Regions from separate parts of the Sus scrofa genome. Here region 2 is linked to region 1. The links are chromatin contacts, called in public HiChIP or PLAC-seq maps. All regions are on one chromosome and are shown on one strand. The core of a region is the stretch at or near the end of the contact, and the rest is flanking DNA. Distances in the headings are between cores, read along the strand shown. Region 1 holds the start of TNRC18 (trinucleotide repeat-containing gene 18 protein). Region 2 holds the start of FSCN1 (fascin actin-bundling protein 1).

The links. HiChIP or PLAC-seq counts read pairs in DNA pulled down with a chosen protein or histone mark.
Region 2: a contact with region 1 is called in an H3K27ac HiChIP or PLAC-seq map of skeletal muscle. The contact joins the promoter of FSCN1 here to the promoter of TNRC18 in region 1. A contact is called at or near these places in 3 of 47 Hi-C or Micro-C datasets (brain, embryonic fibroblasts and skeletal muscle) and 2 of 2 datasets of contacts at active chromatin or transcription factors (alveolar macrophages and skeletal muscle).

Annotation. Positions count from the first base shown.
Region 1 is chr3:3,994,442-3,997,687 of Sscrofa11.1, forward strand. It overlaps TNRC18 (trinucleotide repeat-containing gene 18 protein), which reads right to left and starts at 1,757. Exons shown (of 32, transcript XM_021086041.1): 1 at 1,351-1,757. LOC110260072 (bcl-2-binding component 3-like) reads right to left here. Exons shown (of 7, transcript XM_021087964.1): 3 at 3,086-3,188; 4 at 1,351-1,507; 5 at 1,054-1,099.
Region 2 is chr3:4,132,771-4,136,089 of Sscrofa11.1, forward strand. FSCN1 (fascin actin-bundling protein 1) reads left to right here and starts at 1,403. Exons shown (of 5, transcript NM_001146300.1): 1 at 1,403-2,357. The coding sequence starts at 1,526.

The DNA of each region.
Region 1 (3,246 bases), core at 507-3,006:
TCGGCCCTCGCGCCACCCTCCTCGGGCCACTGTGAGTCGCAGAGTCTAAGTCCGAGGACCCGAGACGTGGCATTCTCGCCCGAGGACTGGAAAGAATCCTTCAAAACAAGCCTTAGTTTCATTTTCCAACGCCCTGGCCTGGGAATCCTGCGCCGAGGACGTGGCCTGGCGCGGGGGATCTGGGGGGCGTCAGAAGCGAAGGGAAAGATTCGAGGGTCTCCCTCCGACCCTAGCTTCCCCCACTCCCCCCAAAACAACCTACGAAGAAAACCTTGGCGGCGCGGGCCGACCCAGGGGCGCCTCCCCCAGCGCTGGGCAAATCCCCCTGTAGTTCCCGTTTAAAGCTATTTGTTGAAAAGATTTGCCGTTTGCCGATTCCCGCGGGGGCGGGAGGGGGTCTGGGAGCCAAGGCTGCCCTCGCTCTCCGCCTGCCCGCAGCAGCTCGGATTCCTGATTCCAAGAGGCCGGCCGCTCCTAGAGCCGAGGATCACGCCAAAGCCATCGGCTCCCGGGTGCCCGCCCTGCGCCCCGCGACCAGCGCCCAGCCCCCCGAGCTGCAGACCCCCCCCACCCCGGCCTACTCCAGCCTTCCTCCCCAACTTTCCTAAGGGTGCTTATTTTAACCTGGTTTTGGTTACAAACACCCTCTTCCTCCCTCCCTCCCTTGCTCTCTCCCATCAGGCTCCGGTTACCAGATCCGCGTTTACTTTGGAAAAATCTAAGATCGCCACATCCGAAGATACTGCCTCAAAGAGGCGAGAAGCGTTCCGTGATTTTAAAAAAGAAAAAAAAATGTTCTTTGTGTAGCTTTCTTTTAAAAGCCAGCGCTGCGGGGCATGCCCCGGCGCCCCACTTTGGGGAAGTCGAGGTGAAGCCCCCCGAAACACCCTTGCTCTGGCAGAGAAGCTGGTTTGGCCATCTGCGGGCTCCGCTGCGTTCTCCCTACTTTTCTCCCCCTCTTAAATGCAGTTAAAATGGCTGAATTCCGGCTTTTAATTAAAAACAGCCTATAATCGAAAACGTCTCGGCGTCCCTGGCTCCCCCGCCGCCTACCGGGAACCGAGGAGGGAACCGACGCCCCTCGGCCGAGCTGGGCGGGCTAGAGAAGGGCTGGGCAAGATAGAGAAGAGCTGGGGGCTCAGGTGGGCGTCCGGGGCACAGGGCCTCGCCCCCACCCCTCCCAGGGCGCCCCACTACGCCGGCCCTGACCCCCCGATTGAGTTCTCGAGAGCCGGAGAGCTGTGGGGATCCCCGGCGCAGCCCGAGGGGAAGGAGAGGTGGGGGGCCATCTGGAGAAGTTTGGAGACCACTGCGCCCGGCCAGGGGCGGTCGGGCGACCCGGCGGCGTACCTGGCGCTGCAGGGCTCCCGGCTTCGGGCTCCGGCTCCGGCGACTCTGGCGGCGGCCCCGGCTCCCGGCTCGGCTAGGCTCCCGTGCTGCCCGCCATCCCGCTGCCGCTGCTCCCCTTCGCCACCCGCAGCCGCCTCACACTTTTTGCCCGCCTTTCCTTTTTTTGGTAGAAAACCGCTCCCCAGGCCGAGCGCTCGGCGCGCCAACTCCTCCGCCCTCCCGCGGCCGGGCTCCCGCAGCCCCCGGAAAAGCCAGCTTTCCTCCCGCCGAGCTCCCCGCTTTTTAATAAAATCCAGGTAGCGCCGGTTTAAAGAATCCCAAATCTCCATATACAGCCCGGGATTGGAAAAGGTACATTACACAACCCCCCTTTCAAGTTCCTCTCGCTGGAGCTAAAAAAAAAAAAAAAAAAAAAAGGCGGGGGGGGAGGAGGAGGCTGGGGGAGGGGAGCACTCTCCAGCGAAGAAACACGCATTGTTCCCGGGTGCCCGCCTCCCCCCAAGGCCTGCCTCCGGCCGCCACCCATTGGTCGCGCGCGCCGCCAATCACGCGCATGTAAACACCTTGGCCCCCAGCCATTCCTATAAAACCAATTACGGACCTAGGGGCTCCAGCAGTTTCCAGGCTCCCCTCGGCGGGGTTGAATGATCAAAACTGGTGGTGAGAATTTTTCCGGGCCGTTTCTAGGCAGCCCTCCTCCCCCTCCACCAGCTCTGGGCCCCCCCCTTCCTCCTCCTCCCTTTTCCTCCCCCCCTCCCCAGCGTCTGGGCTGAGTGATCAAAATAGAGGAAGATGGTTGTCGCCGCAATCCAGGGCTTTGCAAGGCGCGGTTTAATGGGCCGCCTGTCAGCTTCCTGCTCGCAGGAGGAGGTGACGGGCCGAGCGGGCCGGGAAGGGCCTGGGGCCTGGCGGGCTGCTGCACCCCGCGCCCAGGCCCCCGGCTCCCCACCTCCCTTGGGGCGCGCCTTCTAGAACGCGCGGTGGAGACGCCAAAACAGACAAGGGCTGCTTTTTCCCTCTCCCCCCCCCACTTTAAAACAAAGCTGCGATTCATTCCCTCTTCCCCTGCAACGCGGTTGGGTGGGATGGGCAGGCGAGAAGGCCGTTTTCCGAGCCCGGGTCTGCGGGTTCCTCCCTGAAACGCGGTGTCAGATGGTTACTGATTAATATTTTGGAAAGGCCACGGCGGCGGGCAGCGGGTGAGTCTCTAATCTTCTAAAAGGGGTTCCTATAGAAACGCGGGCCAGGGCGCGCCCCTTTCTCGGCCCGGCTGCGGAGCTTTCACCGCGCCCCTCCCCAAAGGCTCTCTTTGCGTGGGCGCTCCCCTCCCTTTCTCTCCACCCCCCGCAAAAAAAAAAAAAATCAGAGCAGAAAAAAGGATTAGATCGGCTGAGCGCGAACTGACTCCCTCTCGATTCTGACATTTCAGCCTATTAGCATTTCTCCACGGGGCCTTCTGAAACCTATTAAAGTGTAATATTAAAAACCTCTTGGCTGGGGGCTCTCTCGCCTTCCATCCGCCGCGCCCCCTCCAGGGAGGGCGAGACCGGGAAAAAAAAAAAAAAAATCTGTTGAGCTCAGAGGAAGCAGCAGCCAAGCCCAAAAAGTGCTTGGCTGGCCGCGGCGGCCGGAGGGGGAGGGGAGTCCCAATCCCCCAGACTTTGTACTTTTATTTTGCACTTTCAGCAAAATCCTTTCTGGGCTGAGTCGCCGGGAGCTGCCCGCGGCAACCTACTTGGCCGCGGGCGCAGAGTGCGGACGCGGTCGGAGGGGCAGTCCTGGGGGCCCGCACCCTCTCTCCGCAGCCCCACAGGGACCGGTGCCCGGCTAGGCATTACCTACCCTCAGAGGGAAGCCTGGAGGGGCAGAAATCCTTGCCGATCCTGCCTCGGAGAG
Region 2 (3,319 bases), core at 153-2,652, 140 kb after region 1:
AGGCTGCCACCACGCCCAGCTCGCCTGGCTAGTCTTTCTACCCCTTGAAAGTATCACCTGGGAAGGCCTGGACCAGCTCCCGCCCCTGGCCGGACTGAGAGGCAGCAGCCCTGCCAGTTAACCCACTTGACCCACCATGATGAGACAGTTAACCCAAAATTCCCCTGAAAGATAAAAATCCCTGGAGGGGTTTGCCTGGCTGGGAGGCACAGGCACAGCCCAACCAGCCCGGGAGCTACTTCAGTGCCCTCTGCCTTTGGCCTGGAGACCTTGTGGGCAGCCTGTGGTCATGCTGGCATTCCAGGGGCCTGCAGGCATGTGGGGAATGTCCCAGCAAAAGTGTTGGCCTTCCGAGATGCTCAGAAAAGGGAAGTGTTCCTCCCCGGGGGTGGGGATGGGCCGTCTGCAGGGAAGGTCCACTTCGCGGGAGGAGGATGGAGAGCGGAGGCCCTCAAGGAGGAGCCCACATCACCCCTTCCTGGGTGCTGGGCTCAGCATCCAATGAAGTGGGGGCCTGGGGGCGGGTATAAAGCGGGAGGTGTGCTGGGCTGGAGACCGGGTTTCCGCCCCTCAGGGCTGTGCTGCCCGAGTTGCATCCTGCTTCTGACCCGCTCAGCACAAGGGCACGCTGCTCACCCCATACCTGGTGAACCTCACCAGGACCCCGTGGCTTCTGCCTCCTCAGAATGGGGCCACTGTCACTCATCTCCACTACCAAGGAGACCTATTTGGGCCAGGGGGGGGCTGGGGACCTGGGCCACAGGGAGGGGTCTCAGTGGCCTTCAGGGCAAAGGCGTAGGAAGGCAGCTTCGGAGAAACACAGCCTCTGTTCGGGAGGCCGCAAGGCCTGGGTTGGATGAGTTGGGGTCTGCAGGGCCCTCCCCAGCTCCTGGTGTCCTCCTCCCATCCCTTCCGCCCACAGGCCCTTAGAGGGTCCCCTCTCAGCTCCTTCAAGGCTCTGCTCTAAGGCCACCTCATCTGAGCAGCCTCCGGACCGCCTCGTCCTAGTTCTGATGGCTCTGCGGCTCTCCACCGTCTCCATCACAGCCTCAAACCTGGCTGGCTTTTCTCCCGGCTGGGCTTGGGGTAGGGGGCCTCCGAGGGGTCCCTGGCTCTGAGGGAGTCCTCAGGCTGCGGCGCTGCGAGGGTGGGGCCCTGGCATTGGGGGAAGTGGGCGGCGGCCCGAAGTGGGGGGAACCGCAGAGGCCGGCCGCGCCGAAGGAGAGGACGCTGCGAGCCGAGCCGCCACCCGCGCCTCTCCCAGCCCCTGCGCGACCCTGTTCGCTCCCCGGGTCCCCGCGCCCCCTCTTCGGCGCGTCCCGGGGCGGGGCGGGGCGGGGGCGGGACCTCGCGGCGCTGACGTCACCCCGCTTATAAAGGGGCTAGGGCGCCACGGGCCGGCTTTGTAGAGCGCTGCTGAGGGTGCGCGCACGGCCGCGGCAGTAGAACAAAGGAGCAGGGCGCCGCCGCAGGGACCCGCCACCGACCTCCCGGGCCGCGCCGGGGCCTCCAGCCCGCCGCCACCATGACCGCCAACGGCACGGCCGAGGCCCTCCAGATCCAGTTCGGCCTCATCAATTGCAGCAACAAGTACCTGACGGCCGAGACGTTCGGGTTCAAGGTGAACGCTTCGGCCAGCAGCCTGAAGAAGAAGCAGATCTGGACGCTGGAGCAGCCGCCCGACGAGGCGGGCGGTGCAGCCATGTGCCTGCGCAGCCACCTGGGCCGTTACCTGGCGGCGGACAAGGATGGCAACGTGACCTGCGAACATGAGGTGCCCGACGCCGACTGCCGCTTTCTCATCGTGGCGCACGACGACGGCCGCTGGTCACTGCAGTCCGAGGCGCACCGGCGCTACTTTGGCGGCACCGAGGACCGCCTGTCGTGCTTCGCTCAGACCGTGTCACCGGCCGAGAAGTGGAGCGTGCACATCGCCATGCACCCGCAGGTCAACATCTACAGCCTGGCCCGCAAGCGCTACGCGCACCTGAGCGCCCGGCCCGCCGACGAGATCTCAGTGGACCGCGACGTGCCCTGGGGCGTCGACTCGCTCATCACGCTGGCCTTCCAGGACCAGCGCTACAGCCTGCAGACGGCCGACCACCGCTTCCTGCGCCACGACGGGCGCCTAGTGGAGCAACCTGAGCCCGCCACAGGCTACACTCTCGAGTTCCGCTCCGGCAAGGTGGCCTTCCGCGACTGCGAGGGCCGCTACCTGGCGCCGTCGGGGCCCAGCGGCACGCTCAAGGCGGGCAAGGCCACCAAGGTGGGCAAGGACGAGCTCTTCGCCCTGGAGCAGAGCTGCGCCCAAGTCGTGCTGCAGGCTGCCAACGAGAGGAACGTGTCCACGCGCCAGGGTGAGTGGGGACGCCGCCCCCCGCCTCTCGGGCTGTGCACAAAGCGCACCCCACCCCCGTCCCCACAGCCTCCCGCCCTTTCTCGCCCGCGGCGCGTCTGCCATCCCGAGCGACGCCCGGCGAGCCCCCGCTGGGCGCGCGGGCCACCCCACCCCGCCGCGGGCCGTGCGCTCCGGCCCCGAGGAAGCGGCTTTCCCTGTCCTTGGGTGCAGAGGCACAGCCCCCACTCCGCCGTGGAGTTGGGACTCCCTAGGCCGCGCTTAGGCTCCACCCCAAGTGGCGCCCTCCGAACTCCCCGCCCAGTCCGGGTCCTCCCTCCCCGCGCAGATCCCGGGTATCTGCAGACCCAGTCTTGGGGAGGGGACGCCCCTTGTCCGTTCCTCGTGCCCCCCCTCCTACCCCCGCCCCCGTCAGCGGGCCTTCAGCTCAGGGGCGGAGGCGAGGGGTCGCCTCCGGCGCAGGGCGTGCCCCAGCTCCCTTTGGGCAGCCTTTCGCCGGCGGGATAGGGGAGCTTTGATCTCTGCAGGGTGCACTTCCACCTCCTGGCCCCCTGGGCCTTTCCCCACCCCCTCTCTCGGCCGGGAGGGGTTGGCTTCTGCGGGAAGGGGGTCGCCCCGAGGGTCTGCCCTTCCCCCCGGCCCCTCCTCCCGCGTCTGCCCCGCGCTCGAGGCCGCGGCCTTTGTGAGCCGGGGGGCGGGCTCCTCGACAGGGCCCTCCCTCGCCCCCTTTGTCCTGCTCGGTCTCTGCAGATGGGAAAACCAGATGCGGCGGGGTGGGGGAGGGGATGGGCTTTCCGCGGGTCCCTCCTGCCGAAGACCCCCCTCCCCCGCCACCGCGTCGCCCCCAGGCCCAGTGCCCCTTCCGAAGTCGCCCCAGGAGGCGGCCTCCCTCCTCGCGCCCCGGGCTCCGGAACGGCGTGGCGCGGCTGGCGGCTCGCCAGGCACCCTGTCCTGCACCCGCCG